2 separate regions of the Mus musculus genome follow, and region 1 is linked to region 2. The links are chromatin contacts, called in public HiChIP or PLAC-seq maps. All regions are on one chromosome and are shown on one strand. The core of a region is the stretch at or near the end of the contact, and the rest is flanking DNA. Distances in the headings are between cores, read along the strand shown.

Region 1 (5,461 bases), core at 629-3,128, 250 kb after region 2:
CGGATCCAATATAAATAAATGTATAACACCCCTCTTTCATTCATATACAAGGAATTCCCACTTCCGTTACTAACTCACACGCATGCACACGCGCACACACACCCAGAGGCATACTAAGCTACACATCAGCTCACCTAGAATATCGAACTACACCCTGCATTCCTGTTTTTCCTGCAGTTTCTCTGCCCTGCGGTCAGGGTCGGTATTTGCCATCTGTCTCAGTGAATGGGTGGATGGGAGCCGGTATGTTTAGACATTATTAGTAAGAACAAAACATCACAGAACTGAATAGTCGTGCTGTTGGGGGTTGGGGGCAGTGAAAACGGACTCAGGAACCCGGGTGTTCCACATGGAAATGTATGCTTGATGCTTAGCCTTGGGCAGAATCGTACAGTCGCGCTGCCTGGCCCAGACTTCCCCACATATCACCATTGGTGATATGCAGACCCATTTTCTGATTGCAGATTCATCTGTCCCTACATGTGAGCTTGTCTGAGATTCATAAAAAAGCAGGAATTTGGGGGCAAAGGAGAAGGGATCAGCTTCCTTCTTTACACACAAATGAGATGTCATTTTGCCAAATGTTCATTAGAGCTGATGCTTGCTCTAGGTGTCAAACCAGGGAACAGGAATGTGGCTGTGGCTGTGGCTGCATGTGGTGGCTGCACTCGGGGCTGCTTTATAGTAGTCCCTTCCTATGCACTGTGTTTCCTCTGAGTCTTCTAAGCATTTCCTTGTTTTACAAAGTGGAGGGCTTTTTTTTTTTTTTATAAGATGTGTACTCCTCACTGTTAAGTATAGCTATCTATTGAATTGAAGGAGTGTAGATAAAATGAAAAATTTCAAAACATTTATTTTATTCTCAAGGATGTATAAATCTGTGTGTGGGTATGTGCGTGTAAGTGCATAGGTAGCCATGGAAGCCAGAAGTAAATACATGCCCTGAAGCTGGAGTTACAGGCAGTGGATGCTAGTTACTAAATCAATGCCCCATCTCTCCAGCCCCTTAATTTAAACTTTTGAAGGGCATTAAGACTATTCAGGGAAGGGCTGGTGGGATGGCTTAGTGGAGCCTGCTGGCAATCCAGATGGCCTGAGTTCAGTCCCTGGGACCCACATGTGTGAAGAACCAAGTCCTACAAGTTGTCCTCTGACCTCCCTGAATATGTGAGTGTGGTTCGTGTGTATATGTACACAGACACACACTCTAAATTAAGAGAGATATTCAGAGAAGTAACATATATTAATAGTTTACATTTTGAATGTAAAAAGCAGTTTATGAAAATGCATGTACCACATTAAAATCATTATACTAATACACGTATATGCATAGTACAAGATTCTGAACTAAATACACATATATACACACAATATATGTAGTTATTTATATATATAAATATATGTGTGTATATATATTTGTGCACAGGTATGTATATACAGGCATGCGTAGAAAAAGCTGCAGAAAGAAACACATGAGGGTCAGAGAGATGGCTTAGAGCACTGACTGCTTTTCCAGAGGTCTCAGGTTTGATTCCCAGAACCTACATAATGGCTCATAACTGCTCATAATTCATGCATGTGGTGCAAAGACATATATGTGGGCAAAACACCCATGCACATAAAATAGATAAATTAATTAATTAATTAATTAATTACTAGATCAGTAAAGAAATTATTTTAAAACTGGAACAAAAGAAACCCAGCAAAATGTCTGTAGCCCCATAGGACGAACAACAATATGAACTAGCCAGTACCCCCCAGAGCTCCCAGGGACCAAAGCACACATGGTGGGACTCATGGCTCCAGCTGCATATGCAGCAGAGGATGGCCTAGTCCGACATCAATGGAAGGAGAGGCCCTTTGATCTATGAATGCTCTTTGCCCCAGAGTGTGGGGAAAGCTAGGGCCAGGAAGCAGGAATGGGTGTGGTGGTGAGCAGGAGGAGGGGGGAGGGGATGGGGACAGATGTTTTTCTGAGGGGAAACCAGGAAAGGGGATAACATTTGAAATGTAAATAAAGAAAATATCCAATAAAACAAATGTCTGTAGTTACCTAATGAACTTGGTCAGATAGACCCAGGTTCAAATCTGTCTCTATCACTCATTGCCCATGTGATGTGACGTCGACTCTGTGGTTTGACAGCATCCTGTTTTCCTTCTGTAAGGGGACAGTTAAAAAAAGAAACACTTGTCTCCCAGGGATACACGTCACTGGCCTATGTACACGTATGGCACCTGAATGTGCCAGGCTAGAGTTTAGCTAGAGCTTTTCCTGTGCCCTTCCTTTGTCCTTCGCTCCTCCCACTGGAAGCAAGGGTTACTTTTATAATATGAAAAATGAATGTAGACTTAGCCAAGGGCTGGTGAGCCTATTTCCATGGTCTGGTATCTTGCTTGACACCAGAGGGTGTCTCCAAATGGAGGATTCTCGTGATGGGAATTGGGCAGAGCTAGTCTTCAATCCAGATTTGATCCTGATGGGTTTCCTCACATCATCCCTCCTAGACCTCCCGAGCTCCCACAGACACCAATTGTAAAAGAGCAGACATCACCTGCCAAAGACACTCACTTGACGATGCTTGATCTCCTGGGACCTAGCTGTGGAAACTCGAATGAAGAGGGGAACCTGACTCTGTAGGGCGTGATAGGGCCTGTGTTCCTCCGGCTGGAAAGATGAAGAATATCACAAGGAATCTGAATGAAGGAGAAGAAAGGCGTTCTGCACAGTACCACAGTGGATGTTGCCAGGTCTAAACTCACTCTCTCGCTCATTCAGCCTTTGAATTTTGGTAGGAATCCTTAGAGTCCAAGCACTCAGGAAAACCATGTTGCTTGCAATTGTCATGGAGCAAAACTGAGGTAGCAAAAGCCCGTCTGCAAAGGTGGAAATTTGCCTTGGAGTTGGACCTTGGCAGAAGGCTACATGAGGCCTTAGGTAATCCAAAAGGCAGGTGTATGCCCAGTTTTTGGTTTTTGGTTTTTATTTTTTATAAAAGACTCAGCAATACTTTGTGAGTAAATGGTTCCTACATCAACCTTCTAAACTGGCATGATGTCAAATGATAATTCAGGGAAGGCATTTCTACAGGAAGCAGAGATAATAAGCCCCGAGTGCTTTTGTTTTCTGCCTTTGTTTCTTAATGCAGGGAAAACCTTCAGCCTCCCAGTTAAAAACCCAGATGAGGGGCTGGGAGTCGTCACAGTCTGACCCCTGAGGACATTAGTCCAATTTTGTTCTGTAACCAGAACAAGTAGCAAAATGAGACAGGACAAAAGAAACAAGAGATAACATTTACTTCTCGGTTTAAGGGTGTGCATGTGTGCATACCTGCATGTGTGTGTGTGTGTGTGTGTGTGTGTGTGTGTGTGTGTGTGTAGTGGGTAGAATAGGGGGTTGTGGGAATGCTTTTTTTCTTACCGATGTCATAGCTCTCCATCCAGTGTCCCCAGGGTTCCTCGGGGACACAGGCTGATTTCCATTGTGTCATCTGGTACAAGTGTCCCTGATTGCCACTAGAGGGCGTCACAACAGCTACAAAGTGCTTTAATCTGAGGTGTCCTATGTCACTGGCTCTCAGCCTCTCAGCTGCCTATTGGCTAGACTTGACTGGTGTCTCCAGGGACTCTGATGTAAGACCTCTCTATGGTCACAGGGGGGAAGAAAACAAGACGTCACATCCTGCACCTTTACTACAGGGTTGCACCTCAGGTCCGGGAGAGACTGGCATATAGGTTGATATGACAAAGTGGATGACAAGGCCAAAGGACAGTAGCTTGGCCACTGCAGCTTTAACCTGCACTATAAACAGAAGCCCAGATAACCCCATAGGAACATTGTGTTGGCTGCAAAGCATGCATCTACCAAGTGCTATGGTGAACACTTCAAATCCCAAATGGCATGCAATATAAGAATCTCAACCCAGCACTGCTCCCTGAATTAAGGGATCTCAAATGTCCTACTTCCTCGAGTCCGTGGGTCCCCAGACCTTACCTGCCATGCTCTGTGGATTGTAAAGGACCATATCCCCTTAGCATACCCTCATGATCTGTCGATGGGTGTTGAATGCCTCATAGGGTTATATATAGCCTGGCGCCTGGTAGCTACCCTGTCTTGCTGTTTGTAACTCAGAAACCCTGTTTCTTTGTGTCAAGGACAGTTGAAGCTTTAATCATCACCATGCTGCCCGTTTCCACAGCCTTCCCTGAATTACTTGTCAAAGAAGGGGTTGTTATTAGGGCAGTGTAATGAAAGGTAATCTGTGCTTACAACCCTGGCTTTGAAAGCCTGTGGTGGTAGTGAATGGGGGTTGTTACAATGAGAGAAGCCTGAGCAAGTAGAGATGCCTGTTTTCTACCGTTAAGGTGTCTGTGACTCAAAATACTTATATGTTTGGTTAAACATCTAGCACAAACTCTCCTTTTTCTTTTCTTTTTTTTCTTTTCTTTTCTTTTCTCTTCTCTCTTTTCTCTTCTTTTTTTCTTCTTCTTTTTTTATGGTTTTTCAAGACAGGGTTCCTCTGTTTAGCCCTGGCTGTCATAGAGCTCACTCTGTAGACCAGGCTGGCCTTGAACTTAGAGATCCTCTTGCCTTTGTATCTGGGGATTAATGGCATGTACCACTACTGCCTGGCAAGGCTCTTAATCTTCAGTGAATAAAAATCAAGTATAGGAACCAATCATTTGGTAAGAAAGTAAAGAAAAGGACACTAATATTCACTCTAGTTCTAATGGTAAACACTGGACATTTCTCAATAAGCTTTCATTCCATTTGTTATTAATGATATAATACAAGCCTCTTATTACAATGCAATCTAAACAACGATTCATTGAGGGCACTTTATGGAGCATGTTGAAGCAGGTACTTACTAGTCCCCAACCTTTTGATGTAGGCTCCATCTCGGCCTTTCTTACTAAGCAGATGGTTCCGGCTAGGCAGATGCGGAAACAGTGGTTGACGGAAGTAAGTGACTAGCAAAGTCAAAGAGGTCCTAGGCTGAAGAACTCAGGTGCAGCTGCAGGGCTGCGTGACAATCCAGACCATTTTCCTGTACCTCCGTGCCCAGCGAGATTATTGAGAATGGGATTATAGATCTGAGGAGGTGGCTCGACGAGCTAAGTGCTTGCCTTGCACCCTGAAGATGTGAGTTGGATCCCCAGAGCCCATGGGAGAGGATTGGGTTTGGTACTGTGTGTTTGTAATTCCAGTGCTGGGGAGGCAGGGGCCAGAGTATCCCTAGCTTGCCGGCTTGCCAGTCTAGTCAAATCGGCGACTTCCAAGTTTAATGAAAGGCCTTCTCTCAAGAAAACAAGATGAAATGAAGAAAGAGACGTGACTTTAACCTCTGACCTCCACATAAACATATACATGCATACAAGTGCACCCAATACACGGGCACATGCACATAAATATGTACACACACACACATACACACATACACACACACACACACACACACACATA
Region 2 (5,101 bases), core at 273-2,772:
TGGTGTTTTGCCTGCATGTATGTGTGAGGGCATCAGATCACTTGGAGGTGGATGACAGACAGTTATGAGACATCATGGGGTCACTAGAAACTGAATCCAGGTCCTCTGGAAGAGTGGTCAGTGCTCTTAACCACTGAGCCATCGCTCCAGCCCCCCCTTCCCCCCCCCCCCCCCCCCCGCTATCACAGCTTCTGTGAGTTTGTATGTGTAGTTCCATCCTAGGTCCAGCAGCTACTGCTGCCTCATAGTTATCATGGGCCTGTGGCTCTCACATTGGCCTGTAGCTCTCATACCCTTAACTTTGAAAGGCATGAGGGTGCGTATATATTCCCTGTAGGGCTGATAGTTCTGTTGTTTCATGGTCTCTATACTCTGACAGTTGCATGACTCTGTATTAGTCACCATCTACTACAGGCAGAAGTTTCCCTGATGAGGACCGAGAAGCACGTTAATCTATAGGTGTAGCATATTGATGACTCATTAGGAGTTAGTTATTTTAATACCATGTCCATTTAGCAGAATAATACTAGTAAGTTTCTCGAGGGCCTGTGAACTGTCTAGCCAGAGGTTTTTAGTCCAATAATAGTACCAGCTGTGGGTTTCATCTTCTGGAGTGGAATTGAACCAGGAATTTAAAATATTTGCTTCTGCTGGCTTAGTTTTCATTCCAGGATATACTCTAGTTTCACCCAAATATTCTAAAAGTTTCTTCTCCTTGGAGCTTCTTACTGGTTGCTCCCCTGGGAAAAGCCCTCCCTTGTGTTGCGTCTTGCAGGCACACGTGTGACTGCCTCCTCTTCTGGCTGATGCAAGCACTTTATCCTTTAAGTCCAGGATGCAGAGCATGTGCCCTGGAATCAGGGCTTTAATGATTTGAGATGAACTTATCGATTTTAGGCCTGAGCATGGGGAGAGGGGAGGATATTAATACTTATTTTTAAAATATTGAGATTATATAATAAATCCCTAATGCATTAGTTATTCTATTTTTAAAAAGGCCTTTGTGAATGCTATATATAACATTTATAAGTCTGAGATATAATGTTAAAAAATTCTTTGGTCCTTAAATTCTCTGACATGGGTTATTATATTTTTATGACTATTAATTTTGATATAGGCCCTTTAAAATCAATTTTTCCCTGTAATTACAAGGCTGTTTTATGGTGTGTGTGATATATCATGTGAGTGTACTTGAGGGTCATGAGAAGTTCACATGTGTGCTGTGTGGGCCCAGACTCTTTGCCACAGCTCCAGCTCAAGGGTGGCCTGTGTGTCCCTTTCTTAGGATACAGGAGGTGCTCAGCGCCTGGGCTCCTGTCCCATCCTCCTCCTTTTGGTTTTAACATCATTGAAAACCAGCGATATCGTATATTGAGAAATCCTGGACTCGTTTGGGTATGTTTGGATTTATAGGACCAAGCAGCCACTGAGTCAAAACGATGCTGATAATTCTCCAAGTCCCAGGCAGCGCCCGGTATCACACAGTGGCCACAGCTCACTGTCTGTCAGGCTGGTTTGGTACAGAGAACCACACGTCTGTATTTTAAAAATAGAACAAGAATTATAAAATACCACAAGTCTCATCCCACAAGGGATTTACAACTCAAAGTTAAGTAAAACAAAACTGAGTAAGAAGGATGTTGTATATAGAATCCCTCCCAAACCCCCTCCCTCCTTCCCCTTGCTTTATTTTCCTCGTCTCCTTCTCTCTCTCTCTCTCTCTAAAATTTCTTTTCCTCTCTTTTTTGTCCTTTCTAGCAAGGGGATTAGAGTGAAAACTCAACTGGACGTGCCCTTCTGGGTGGTCTTAAACACTTATTTATTTTTTGTTTGTTTTTGAAACAGTATCAGTTTCTTTTTTTATTAATCATTTTATTCGTTTACATTTCAAATGATAGCCCCCTTTTCGGTTACCCCTCCACAACCCCCCCCATCCTGACCCTCCTCCCCCTGCTTCTATGAGGGAGCTCCTCCACCCACCCACCCTACCCCAGCCTCACTGCCCTAGCATCCTCTGACCCTGGGGCATCAAGCCTCCATAGGACCAAGGGCCTCCCCTCCCATTGATGTCAGATAAGGCCATCCTCTGCTACGTCTCTATCTGGAGTCATGTGTACTCTTTGGTTGGTGGTTTAGTTACCGGGAGCTCTGGGTGGTCCAGGTAGCTGATGTCGTTCTTCCTATGGGGTTGCCATCCCCCTCGGCTCCTCCAGCACAACACTTTTTGGTTGTTTTATTTATTCTTTTCTCATTTATTACACCCTAAATGCAGTTTCCCCTCCCCCCTCCCTTCCCAGTCCCCCCCCCCTTACCCCCACCCTCTCCTCCTCCATTTCTCTTCAGGAAAGGGCGGGCCTCCCAAGGATATCAACCAAGCATAGCTTGTCAAGTTGCAGCAAAACCAGCCTCTTCTGCTTTTATTAAGGGCGGACAAAAGAGTAAGAGCGAGTCATGGCCACCACGCTTAGGAGTCTCATACGAAGAGCCAGCCACACAACCGTAACATGTATGCAGAGGACGTAGACCTCCGCTGCCTCACTGATTGTCGGGCCAGCCTCTGTCAGCCCCCGTAAGCCTAGGTTAGTTGATTTCTGTGGGTTTTCTTGTGGTGTCCTGGCCCTGCTGTCTCCTACAATCTTTCCTCTCTTCTGCAGGATTCCCCAAGCCTAATGTTTGGCTGCGGGTCTATGCATCTGTTTCCCTGAGTTGCTGGGTGAAGCCTCTGTAATGATGATCACACTAGGGTCCCTGTCTCAGAGTATAGCAGAATAAAAATGAATAAGAATAATAATAGTGAGTCAGTTTCTCAAAAGGGGGGTGTGGGTTGGTTGTTGGGTATGGGTGTGGGTGGGGCATGGGGTTTTATTTACTTGGCTTTAGGGGGTTTGTTTGTTTCCTGCTCTTATTCTCATTTTCAAGACAGCATCTCACTGTGTAGGCCCAGCTCTTACTGAGCTCACAGAGATCCACTGACCTCTGCTTTCTGAAATGAGGGCATGTATCATACCAGGCTATCTGCCGGCTTTAAAGGAGAAAAAAACACACACACAAAGATGACGTTAGTAATAGTTAGTAATAAACATAAATGGTTAAGAATGTATTTCAAAATGGTAACAGTTTTTACACGTGTATCTTGACAGGAATCACCCCTCTAAGGCCTTTGGTCCTTGCCCTCTGGCCTAGTGAAACAAGCCTGCCAGACCAGCTCTCTTTGTGCCCTGGTGGCAGGTCACGGGAGTGCACTTGTGGCGATGGTGTTGAGACTCCAGTTTCTCTTGTGGCTAGAAAGAGCTTCCACCCGGAGCTGCCCTCAGCTCTACCTGCATGGTCAGTCAAGGATGGCTCCACGATCTCAAGGTCTCCCCTTCCATCCTTGTGCCTTTTTGCCTCTCTTTCTGCTTTCTGTTACGTACATCAAACTCTCAAAATAGACGGAAACATGGAAGGCGGCATGCAGTTCCCTCGTGCCTTGTGGACAGAGCTGTCTAGCAAGCCCCCCGGAGACAGTCTGCTCTGTCATTCTGGACATTCGCATTGTCCAGACAATAAGGGCAGTCGTGTATTCGGGAAAGGAGGTTCCAAGGCTGCATGCATCTGATCTGAACAGTTGCCCAGGCGTGAGACTGCGCAGAGAGCCTGTGAGGGAGCCAGCTTTCTCCAGTGGAGGACTGTAGTCTAGTTGGAATCCACATGGGGCTACTGCATGGCCTTTCTTGTCAAAAGGCTAGGTGGTAAAAAAACAAAACAAAAAACAAAAAACCAAAAAAACAAACAAATAAAAAACCCAACTTATAGCTCTGTGAGCGCTGTAGTCCTTGTTGAAATGCTGTTCTGCTATTACAACATGGAAGCAGCATAGAAAATTTATACGTGGATGCTGTGTTCTAATAAAACTTTATTTATACAGCCAGGCTGAGGGCCAGATTTGCCCTATGGACTATATTCTGACAGTCCGTCTGGACTCTAGCTTTCCTCCGACACTTACTTATCCCATAAATGTATGCAAGTCAATTCATTCTGTGTTACAGTTTCCTTATTTGTCAAATGGACTGAAACCAGCTTCGTTGCCATGTTTTGAAAAGTGTAGATGATGTAGTTTATTCAAAACATACAGGGTTCAGAGTGATAGCTCACATATTATTTCTGTGCTGTTTTGTGCAATTATGGAGGATGGAGGGAGCTCTTCCTAGGCGTACCACACATGGAGGACAGTTGATCTGAGGTTGCTCTTGCTTTCCAGTTTGACAGCTGCCTTGCAATTTCAGTGGGTCATTTTGGAAGTTTGAAGGTCACTGTGGCCGTCCTCTTCTGTGCTAGAGAATTCACATTTCCTCAGAGCAATTTTAGACACTTGATTTGCTTCCGGTTTACTCCCAAGAGCTTCTGAGATCATTCCCCACTCTCCCACAGGGCAGAGAGCACATTTTCACTCTGGGTTTGTCTAATCTGTTGTGGAATATTCTTTGCTCAAGAAGGGTGAGGCGTCAGAATACCAGGAAGTCTATACGCAAAGCCACCAGGGTTAGCCTTAAGTCAGCAAGAAGACAAATGTACAAGGGCCGCAGAGTTGGTCCAGGGATCTGGGGATGGATGGGTTGTTCCCTGGTGGGGCTGGTGAGATGGCTCAGTGGTTAAGAGTGCGGACTGCTCTTCCAAAGGTCCCGAGTTCAAATCCCAGCAACCACATGGTGGCTCACAACCATCCATAAAAAAAAAAAAAGAAAGAAAAGGGTTGTTCCCTGGTAGTAAGGTGTGCCAGGCTCGCTGAGTTCCAGAGGAGGTGGCCAGAGGGCAATATAATGTTTGATTGATTTGCATATGCATGAGACACTTTGTCACTGTGATTCAGATTTCTGTTGATCTCTGAAATGAGCCTGTGTGTGTGTGTGTGTGTGTGTGTGTGTGTGTGTATGTGTGTGTGAGCACAGGTGCTTATGGAGTCCAGAAGAAGCACCCGACCCCTGGCAACTGGCTTTATAGACCCTCCTGAGCTATTTGGCACAGGTCCTGGGAACTAATTCCTGTCCTCTGCAGTAGCAGTACACTGCCTTTTAAACTGCTAAGTCATCTCTTCAGCTCCTAGCTGTAACTTGAAAAGATG

Evidence for each region. HiChIP or PLAC-seq counts read pairs in DNA pulled down with a chosen protein or histone mark.
Region 1: a contact with region 2 is called in a CTCF HiChIP or PLAC-seq map of pro-B cells, with 3 times the contacts expected there. The contact joins two enhancer-like sites. A contact is called at or near these places in 1 of 15 datasets of contacts at CTCF or cohesin (pro-B cells), 2 of 484 Hi-C or Micro-C datasets (muscle stem cells and nephron progenitors) and 1 of 9 other capture datasets (embryonic stem cells).

What each region holds. Positions count from the first base shown.
Region 1 is chr8:114,799,758-114,805,218 of GRCm38.p6, forward strand. All of the region lies in intron 8 of Wwox (WW domain-containing oxidoreductase), which reads left to right. Among named protein-coding and RNA genes, the nearest start is that of Gm16118, 94 kb to the left of the region's middle. Within about 2 kb of position 1,879, at least 38 of the 459 cell types and tissues checked have an H3K27ac peak or open chromatin away from gene starts, as enhancers often do. A contact at or near this core is called in pro-B cells, where this site is marked.
Region 2 is chr8:114,547,024-114,552,124 of GRCm38.p6, forward strand. The region is part of intron 5 of Wwox (WW domain-containing oxidoreductase); the gene reads left to right. Among named protein-coding and RNA genes, the nearest start is that of Gm16116, 47 kb to the right of the region's middle. Within about 2 kb of position 1,523, at least 10 of the 459 cell types and tissues checked have an H3K27ac peak or open chromatin away from gene starts, as enhancers often do. A contact at or near this core is called in pro-B cells, where this site is marked.